2 separate regions of the Mus musculus genome follow, and region 1 is linked to region 2. Evidence: chromatin contacts called from public promoter capture Hi-C data. All regions are on one chromosome and are shown on one strand. Each heading gives the region's core, a stretch centred on a gene start, on an enhancer-like site or on the middle of the called end of the contact. The rest is flanking DNA. Distances are from core to core; before and after follow the strand shown. Region 1 holds the start of Rbm3os (RNA binding motif protein 3, opposite strand). Region 2 holds the start of Timm17b (translocase of inner mitochondrial membrane 17b).

Region 1 (4,956 bases), core at 1,853-4,352, 250 kb after region 2:
ACTGGGTTTGAATAAGGAAAAAGCATTATCAGTATTGATTTGTGTTCAGGTTTCATCTTTTAATTAGCTCCATAAAGGACATCCTAAACACATCAGACACAACAGAATACTTTTCTTCCAGTATTAAAAAATGACATTCACAAACATTTTAAAGAAGCTCTTCTATATAATCAGGATGGTGATCTTTAATAAAAAACATCTCTAAGCAATCATGATCTTGACTCGGATTGTTCATAGGTACATTCAGAAATCACTTTCTGGCCATGATAAACATTGTTTACAAGGTTTTAAAATGTCCCTAAATACACATCAACTTTAAAAACTGATTTAGCCTGGCCACTTTTTTCTTTTGGCCAGAAACAATAATCCTGAGTGCCTAAACAAAAATTCTGATAAAAGGAAAAATATTGGGACTGTAACAAATGTCTTAAAATTTGTTTTTAAAAGGGAAAAAATGTTTAAAGAACACATGGAGCTTTCTAAAAGTTCTTTAACAAACTACCTTGGGAGCTCAATTCAAAAATAGAACTTGATGTACTAAAACAGACGTTTCAGCGCAGCTCCAAAAATCTTTATAAATACAGCAATTTGCAAGGACGATCCTGGATCAGAAGTGTTATTCCTTGTGTATCTGAGAATAGTAAGAGGTAGAATTTTGATGTCAGGAAGAAACAGACTGATAACACGCTTACCTCCCAGAGTTGATAAAGATGCAGCATACCACCTCTTTTATTTCTACCATGCCCCGCCTCCGCCCCCCCTTCAACTAGCTCTGGCATGCATGTAACAGCAAGAGCACCCAAGTGGCTGGGTTAGGCATCAAGGCAGCAGAGATAAAGGGCAGTGTGGCGAGAAGAAAAGCAAAAGGGAGAAGAGGGTCTGATGATAACAGGTTGACGCAATGCCAATCTTCAGGTCTCACCTACATTTTGTGTGCATGCCCCATCTCAGTTGTCATAATTGTCTCTGTAATTTCCTCCTGAGTAGCGGTCATAGCCACCCTGGCTTCTGGGAAAAAGCGATATTGTTTTACAAGAATGTATTCTACATTGTAGACATTAAACACTAAAAACTATACATGTCATGTTTCATAATAGCAGATTCACAATAGAAATGTTAGTCAGTTTTCAGGTGATGGAGACTGTATTCTTGAGATTGGTACATGGTGGGCACGGGCAATTGACCTTTGATATATCCAAGCCACATAATACTCTTAAAAAATGTATAATAAACAGGATACATAAAATATGAGCACTATGTAAAATTCCCATTTTCAGCATAAACTAGATTTAAAAACACTGGTACCTGACTATCCCAACCTCTCAATACCCACCTGCCACTGTAGTCTCTAGACCGCCCATACCCATATCCATATCCTCCAGGACGACTGTCATATCTTCCACTTCCATATCCCTGGTCTCCACCACCTACAGAAAAATATTCAAATAGTAGCTGTTCAGACATAGGCTCTTAACATTAAATAGCGCTACTTAATCTCATAATCAAACCATGACTGCACTTACCTCTAGAGTAACTGCGACCACGCCCACCAAAGGCACCCCCTCTGGATCCCCTGGCAGACTTTCCTGCATGATCAACTCGGATTTGGCGCCCATCCAGGGACTAGGTATGGGAAGGAGACAGACACAAGGAATTGTCAGTCACAGTAGGGATGAGGGAAGAATGGGCACAGGCAGGTAGGTGTAGGCAAGAGCCCAGAAATTCCTGCTGGGCACCAAATTCTGGGTGCCTCGTCCAAGCCAAGCTCCGCTGACCAGAATGGCTTCACCAGGAGCTATGGAATCCCACAAAAAGACCTGAATCCACCGGTCTCCCCTGCTACTACTTACATCTTGACTGAACTCAGGCTGACGTATCCTCCCCACTCCTCTAAGCTGCCCGACTATTAGGGCTAGACACCTCTCTCGGTCTGAGGCTTCAGAGTCCATCCCAGCAGACTCACGAGGTCCTCTCCGGTCCTCTGCCAGGCCCACAGCTCTGCAGACTCTACTACCTAAGCCCAGAGCAGGTCAACCATCCACAGGTGGCTTCTCCGCCTCATGCAGGACCAGTCGTCGCCTCCCAGGCAGCCCGGCTCTGTCTGCCGCTGCCCTCCACCCCCTAGAACAGAAGGCAGTCATGCTCCTGTGAGTGGCCACGCTGCCCCTGGCAGACATAGAGGGAAAACAGAAAGAACGAAGAAAGTGGCAGACAGGGAGACGGCCCCTGTGCAGGCAGGAGGCCTCACCTCTCCATTCATAGCTCTCATCGCATCTGAGGCATGCTCTGGGTTTGTGAAGGTGATGAAGCCAAAACCCCGGGATCTTTGAGTCTCCCGGTCCTTGACAACAACCACTGGGGGAGGGGCAGAAAGACAAATGTTAGAACCCTAACATCTAAGTAGAAAGTAATAGCCAGGCACAGCCACAGATCAAATAGCACTTGGGAGAATTAGGACCCCGCCAACCCCCCCGCTCCTGTTTAAAAAAAAAAAAATCCTGTATCCAACTGAATTTATTTCAGCCTAACCGTTACCGTACAGACATGGAAGTTAAAGAGAATTTCAGGTTTTAGTTCTAGACTAGCTCTTCTCCACCAACCCTCAACCCCGGGGCTGGTCCATGGCTCACCCTCAGAGATAGGCCCAAAGCTGCTGAAGTGGTCTTCAAGTGCCTGTTCATCGGTGTTGAAGTTGAGCCCTCCTACGAAGAGTTTCCCTTCTTCAGACGACATGGCAGAAGGCAAGTCCTAAAGGGAGTGCACGAATTATTGGGGAGTCAATGTGGCAGGTAGTGAGGTGTACAATATCCGGATACAGAGAATTACAGCGAAGACAGAAAATGGGTTAAAAGAGACAATTCAAATGGCAAGAGGCTCGGGAGCAGAAAAGGCGGGAACCAGCAAGGCTGGGTGAGCCCATCCGCCATTTGATGACTCCTATCGCGCATGCCCACAACATCCCAGGCTGCCACGCCCGTCATTTTGTACGGTCGCGCAGGCCTACAGCAGCATTGCATTTCCTCTTTCCCCGCAGAACAAGATGGCGGCGGTCACGTGGGAAGGGACAGCCGGTACAGGTTGGCGCGTGGTCCCCGCCGCCGCCCGAGCCCGTGCCTTCCGGCATTTCTCCCGTTCCGATGCAGCACGCCCGCCTCACAATGAATACATTTTTGCCTTCGAGCCTGGGACTAACCCTCCTCAAAGCTCAAGCCCACATATCAGCGGCCACAACTCTTCCTGCCCTCGTCCCTCGCCCATAGAGGGCAAGGAAGTGAGGTGGGGAACGAGCGCTGAGCAAGGCGAAGGCGCTTACCTGGAAATTAAAAGTCAGAGGACGGCAGAGACGACGAGCTCGAAGGAACCGGGAGAACAGAGAGACTGCGGCGCGGGAAGACGCCTGATAAAGCGTGCGTAGCCGAGACGTCACACAACGTCCCCCAGCGCGCCCTGGCGTGCGTGCTCATTGGTTGAGGCCAGCGGGGGGGGGGGGTTGGGAAGAGGACGAGGAAGGCGGAGGCAGCAATTTGCCTCGCCGCTTCCGGGAATCGAGAGGAGCTTTATGAGTTCAGTGCGTTCTCCTATAAGCATCTCCTTTCTGCCCGAGAGACTGGCCCCCTTTCCATCTCAAACGGTTGGATCCATAGAGCCTTTTCCTCCCTGACGTCATTTTCAGTGTTTTTGACGTCATCTCTCCCTTTCCATAGGAAGTCCTAACTGACAGTAGGTCGGTGCCAGCGAACTGCCGTCCTCAGAAACCAATCTTTTCTTTTTAGACCTTTAACTGCATATCCCTTAAGGCCCCGAGGCCTTCAGAGTTCTTCCTGTCAAACCTTACATTTCCGAATGCTTAGCCCCTCCTCCTAACATATAGCTGTGTGTTAGCGGACTCCTTCCCTTGGTGTCATCCTCTGACTTAAGTTTGCATCCTTATCTGACAGTCTCTTTACGCCTGATAATGCGTTCAGCAAGCCAGGTAGCCTAGCTTCAAAGGATGCAAATCTCAATCCACTAAACGAATTTTACTCTCTATTCGGGATACTGGGTCTTGATCGAAAGGATGAACTTTTGCAGTACATAATGAAATCCATAGCAAGTAGTGTCTAAGTCCACTGCCTGACGATGTGATCTTTCCCAGCCTTCAGTGCCTAATAACTTGTTTGCCTCCAGGAACTCTACATTGTTGACTCCTAGAATAAATTTGTTCAACATTGTAAAGGCCTGCCTCCCACTCCTCCACCAACCCCACCACAAATCGATTTGCTACCCTTTGGATGCCATTCATCTGTAATTCCTGGTAAGCTTATTCCCACATTTCTCAGTGATTTTCATGGATTTTTATTAAATTTGTAAGTAGTTATCTTTAGTTGAATACTTTTTGTTGTTCTAATATTTCTCACCCTGTGGTCTGTCCCTCACTGTATGCTCAGGTCACCCTGGAACTCATAAAACTTTTGCCTCAGCCTCTTCAGTGCTGGGATCATCACCACAACCAGCGTGTCTGTACTTTTAAAGAAATCCTCCCTGCCCAGGTCCCAAAGATACTCTTCTGCAGCTTATTACGTTAGCTGTATACTTTTGCTTTTAGTTTAAGGTCCTCAGTCCTTCTATAGGGTTCAGCTCAGTGGCAGAGTGCCTTCCTAGTATGTGCAAGTCCCTTGGCTTATATCCCAACAAAGAGAGAGAGCTGTGTCTGCTTTTACTGTGCCATTGAACCAGATGCCTCATCACCATCTATCAGAAAACTGAGGCAGGGTTGTGAATTGGAGCTTTAACAAGTTCCAGGCTAACTTTAGCTAGCCTATGGTGAGACCCCGTATTCAAATAAGCAAACAAAAATTGGATGATTTTTGAAATTGCATTTAATGTAGAGTTGAGAATAACGTCATATTACGTGAGGGTTTAAGGTATGTGCACACTGATACTGTTCCCATTAAGATCTGGCACTTTAGTTGGGTA
Region 2 (5,042 bases), core at 2,504-5,003:
ACCTCGTCCGGCTGTGCTTACCTTTCTTGTTCTTGGGGTAAGGAGCCAGTTCCTCTCTGCGATGGTGGCGTCGGTCTTTGCCCTCTTCCCGGTCTGCCTTGTCAAATGCCCGCTCTCGTTCCCTGTCCCGATCTCTCTCTCTATCCACTTTGTCGTAGTTGCGCTCTCGTTCTCTGTCATTCTTCTCGTGGTTTCGGTCTGCCTTCTCGTGGCTCCTGTCTGGCTTCTCATGACTACGATCTGACTTCTCATGATTTCTGTCCACCTTTTCAAGATTCCGGTCCGACTTGTCCTCAGCATCTATGGTAACACACAAATCCTGAAGCCTCTCTCTTACACATATGGTCTCTCTTCAGCCTCTCTCCGAGACTGCAAGAATCACTAAAGCATCCCTGCATCTGCCAACTCACCTGCATTATTGTTCCTGACTTTCTTGGCGGATTTGGTAACGACAAAGTTAGGATCATGTGGTGAGAGCCACGACACAAGGTCTGTCTCCACATTCCAATAGTAAGGGAGTCCGCTGTGGGCAGTGAGAGGGAGGGAGTGTCAGCTCAGATGTCCCTTATACCACCTGTCACCTCAACCTGCGTCCAGATCTGCTTCATGGTCCCACATGCACATCTCGTCCCTCTCGACCCACAGTAAGAGAGAACACAGGAAGGGCAAGGCCACCATGTTGTCCATGAAGTCCATCCCACCATGTTGGTAGGCTCACCAAGAAGGGTCAAACACCTTGTACCAGCTCGGTGGCAGACCCTCTATCCGGGTGGCCTCATAGTCAACAGGATCATCATCGTAGTCTTCAGCAATAATCTCTTCCTCTGGCTCTGGAAGAATGGGGAAGGAGAAAAGCAGTTGAATTACCCGATAGTGATGGTGTGTGTGTGGGGGTTCTCCTCCTATTCTCAGGCATGGAGACATGACTGACCACTCACATCTACACCACCATGCAGGGAAGACAGAAGTACATGCTCAGCGTTGATAATCTTCAAAAATTTGATATCCAATCAATTCCTGAGTTCAGATACCATGTGGCATTGTATTATCCCAACGTATTTCAATGAAATGGCTTGGAACAGTAGGGGGGTTGCCTAAAATAATGGCTAATCTATCCATATCCTGAACTTCAATGGGTTTCTGGCTCATGAATATTGGATAACAAGGAATTGATGTAAACATTGCTTTGACTCTATTCCTAGGGGCGGATATACAGCAAGCTTGCAGCAGACATCTAGTGATAGTAGAATAAAGATGGTGTCTCTTATCAGCCCAGTGCCTGGCCATCAGTAAGCACATAACAGATTTAAGCTCTGGGTATAATTAACAATAAAATGCATGTGCCTACAACATCATAGTGACACCAAAAGAGATGTCAGGTATGATTGTCCATATTGCTAATAAACACTATCAGCAGTGGGCTCAGTACTCAAAAAGATTTAAAAGAAACACTAATGATATGGGGTTTGCCTGAAGCCCTGGATTCATATCCTAACACCCCCAAGAAAACAAATATCAGTGGTCATTATTAGTACTGTTAGGCACAAAGTCTATGTCTGGCACAAAGTAGTCTTGTAATAGATGTCAGTTGTCCATACAATAATATGATGTACTTTTCCAGTGCCTAGCACACCATATAGGTCAAAACTCATGCCCCACTTTATTACTATTGGCAATAATGTATAATTAGCACCTAGTAATACAGTAAATCTTATTAAGAGATCATCTTTTTTTTAAAGATTTATTTATTTATTTATTATATGTAAGTACACTGTAGCTGTCTTCAGACACTCCAGAAGAGGACATCAGATCTCATTACAGATGGTTGTGAGCCACCATGTGATTGCTGAGATTTGAACTCAGGACCTTCAGAAGAGCAGTCAGTGCTCTTAACTGCTGAGCCATCTCTCCAGCCCCCAGATCATCTTTTTTGACTGTTAGCATATCATACGTGCCAGGCACTTAGGCAGCCTTAAATAAATGTTAATGGTTATGGTGCCCATCACCCAAGTACCTCTGCTGAGGTAAACATAGAGCATCAGCATCCTGTCACTGTATTTGGCACATAGGAGACTGCAGGATAGATCAGATGCCTTTTTGGACCCTTAATCCTAGCATTAGGAAAGCGGAGACAGGCAGATCTTGATGAATGCAAAGCCAGCCTGATATACAGAATGGGTCCCAGGCCTGCCAGAAGTACAGAATGAGACCATGTCTCAAACATTAATTAGTTAAATACCATGCAGTCATGGGTTTATTTTACTTATTTTCTGATACACACACATATATATACACATATATACATGTGTACATACACACACAGACACATGTATATCTGGCCTAGAATTCAGTATGTAAACCAGGCTGTCTCCTGTGATCCCTTTTACCTGCCCCAGCCATGCTGGGGACTACAGATGAATGCCACCATACTTATGTCTATTTGTTTTTTATTTTTTGAAGACTGGGTCTTGCCAAATTGCCATGTCTGGCCTTGACCTCCTGGACTCAAGCCATGTTTGTAGCTCAGCCTCCTTAGTACCTGAGATATTTGTACCTGCCACCGTGTCCACTTGATTCATGACTTAAATTAAAGCTATCCCTCCAGCCTTACACTTCACACAGCACCCACCAACCACGAAGAAGTAATGAATATCAGAAAAAATTATATTGACAACGAGATGCCTGCCAGGCCATGCAAGATACCAAGTATCAAAACCAAGGTGCCAGTCAAGGAGATATACTTCAATAGAGCGCATCCAAGAGCTCTGGTCTAACCCCAGCAGTACAAGGGGGCGGGGGAAGATGCACACTAGGACGGCAGAAGATGGCAGAGCACTTACTTAGCAAACACCTAGGTTCGACAGGGGCGGGAGGGGGCGGAGAAAAGGGGGAATAAAGAATAGAATAAACAGCAGAACGTCTATTAACACTGGCACATGATAGATGCATCTGCTTTTAGTTTTCTCACCCGGCTCCAGATGTTTGAGGATGCCCCTCTTCGCCAAGCGGGTCTGCAGCGCAACAGGAAGCGGCATAGTGGGTAGCTGACCAGACCTAGAAACAGACAAGACAGTACTGAAGGGCAGATCTGATTAACATTTCAATCTGGATAGCCAGTAACCACGCGTGTGTTCACACACACACACACACACACACACACACACACACACACACACACACACACACACCTACGTAACTGCAACAGTAGCTGGAAGAGAACAAAAATGCGTGCTAAAAGATAAAAGAGATATGTAGCAATATGGCCAGAATTAGGATCAGCAGAACTCTCCGGACCCAGGCACTGGAGACCGGATGGACCAAAGACCCAGTTCCTCTCTAGACCAAGGCTCCACCCATCACCCAAGGGACCAAGTGCCACACACCCGCAACCCAGAAATGGGATCACCCAACGTTCCTCAAAGTCCGCACGGTGGGCGGAACCAAGGCGCTAGGATGGGGGAGATACAATGCCAACGCCATCTCCAGCTTTAAAAGAAAGCTTACACCCCAGCCTTACCAGTACAACTGTGCGATTAGTCAAAGTCTATCTCCTTACCCTCCTCTCCCTCATTGGCACAGTGCTTACCAACACCGAAGGGCTCTTGGTTTAAAGCACAACAGGCTCCTCGACTCTCCCCAGGTGCAATTAACTGGTCGCATCCGACGCTTACATGGAACGGATGTGGCCCTTCTGGCTAGCCAATAAGAGCGCGCCGTTGGCCTTACGTAAGCAGAGAAGAACCAATTGTTCCCTTGGTCTACGTACAGCGCCTCAGAGCTTGTGGGCGTTTCGGAGCGGGAGGGGGACGGGGGGAGTGTCTCGCCCGCGCCACCGACTGCGCCAGGCCGGACTCTGGCGCCATGGAGGAGTACGCTCGCGAACCTTGGTACGGCGATGGGCACAGGCTTCGGGACAGTCCGCGCGACGCTCAGGCGGACAACGGGAGGCGGGCGGGGAAGGCAGGGGCTGCAGTGTCAAGTCCCTGACCCGGGAGGCTCGGAAACTTCACTGCCTCTGCGCATCCGGCATGGCCCCTCCCACTCGGACTTCGTCAAAAAACCGCCACCGTGGAGTGTCCCAGTATGTGCGGTGTGGGACAAACTATCGCACTGTTGCCCTGGCTCTTCTCCTAGACCCCCTTTGTGAGCCAAAAGAGAAACGCTGGGCAGATCCATTCCGGCGGTGAGGGAGGAGAGGCGTGGAGCCAATATCCACAGGGTTTCTTCGTGTCGCTTTTCTCAGGCTGGCTTTTGACATAGGATAGGGCATGTGTGAACTCACTGTGGGCTAAGCCAGATGGCACCTGGCTTTTCCGCACGGTCTTTTGATTTGTCCGATTTAGGTTTTAAAAGGACACAAGGGTTTCTCTGGACGTGCTTTTTGTGTCGAACCGAGTGTCAGTCACCCTGTTTATATTTTACTTAAATAACGTTTGCTAGTTAACACTATTGAAGCCTGACACGACAACTCCCCCCCCCCCCTCCCAGACACGGTTACTCTGTGGTGTAGCCCTGGCTGTCCTGGAACTCACTCTGTAGTCTTGAACTAAGAAATCCTCCTGCCTCTGCCCCCCAAGTTCTGGGATTAAAGGCGTGAACCACCCCTGCCAGGCACATGACAACTCTTACTGATTTTTGATAGTAACAAAAACCATTTTGTTTTTGGCTCCTGGTTCTAGGATTTGAGGGACTCTGTTCTTCAAATCTAGTTTCACGTAGAACTCTCTGAGAATACTGTATTGTCAGAAACAGTCATAGGGGCTCAGTGGTAGAGTAGTTGATTTAAGCAAGAGACAGATTGTGGGGGACAGGGGACCTAGATTCCAAAGCCATTTGATTTTTGATAATGACAAAAACAGTTGTATTGACGCTTGCTTGTAATCAAGAGCACTGCTCTGCCAGTAGTAAACCCATCGTTGCAAGGCTATGTGGTGAGACACCTCCCCCATCCCAAATTGTTTTCTCACTTTTGTACCACAGATAGATTTACAAACCTTTTCTTTTGGGGTTTGTTTGTTTTGAGACAGTATCTCACTATAGAA

The links. Promoter capture Hi-C pulls out the DNA fragments that hold promoters and counts their contacts.
Region 1: a contact with region 2 is called in a promoter capture Hi-C map of neural stem cells. The contact joins the promoter of Rbm3os here to the promoter of Timm17b in region 2. A contact is called at or near these places in 21 of 39 promoter capture datasets (the 3T3-L1 cell line, 3T3-L1-derived adipocytes, the C10 cell line and 13 more), 12 of 484 Hi-C or Micro-C datasets (B cells, CD4 T cells, CD8 T cells and 8 more), 12 of 115 datasets of contacts at active chromatin or transcription factors (the 230-238 cell line, T-cell acute lymphoblastic leukemia, double positive thymocytes and 8 more) and 4 of 9 other capture datasets (adipose tissue, embryonic stem cells, liver and 1 more).

What each region holds. Positions count from the first base shown.
Region 1 is chrX:8,142,325-8,147,280 of GRCm38.p6, forward strand. Rbm3os (RNA binding motif protein 3, opposite strand) reads left to right here and starts at 3,103. Exons shown (of 3, transcript NR_033561.1): 1 at 3,103-3,407; 2 at 4,168-4,294. It overlaps Rbm3 (RNA binding motif (RNP1, RRM) protein 3), which reads right to left and starts at 3,556. Exons shown (of 7, transcript NM_001166410.2): 1 at 3,314-3,556; 2 at 2,631-2,748; 3 at 2,249-2,355; 4 at 1,524-1,623; 5 at 1,334-1,427; 6 at 927-1,005; 7 at 32-631. The coding sequence starts at 2,733. The coding sequence ends at 948.
Region 2 is chrX:7,895,583-7,900,624 of GRCm38.p6, forward strand. Timm17b (translocase of inner mitochondrial membrane 17b) reads left to right here and starts at 3,754. Exons shown (of 6, transcript NM_011591.5): 1 at 3,754-3,887. The coding sequence starts at 3,862. Pqbp1 (polyglutamine binding protein 1) reads right to left here and starts at 3,418. Exons shown (of 7, transcript NM_019478.4): 1 at 3,189-3,418; 2 at 2,969-3,054; 3 at 719-830; 4 at 411-523; 5 at 22-300. The coding sequence starts at 3,035.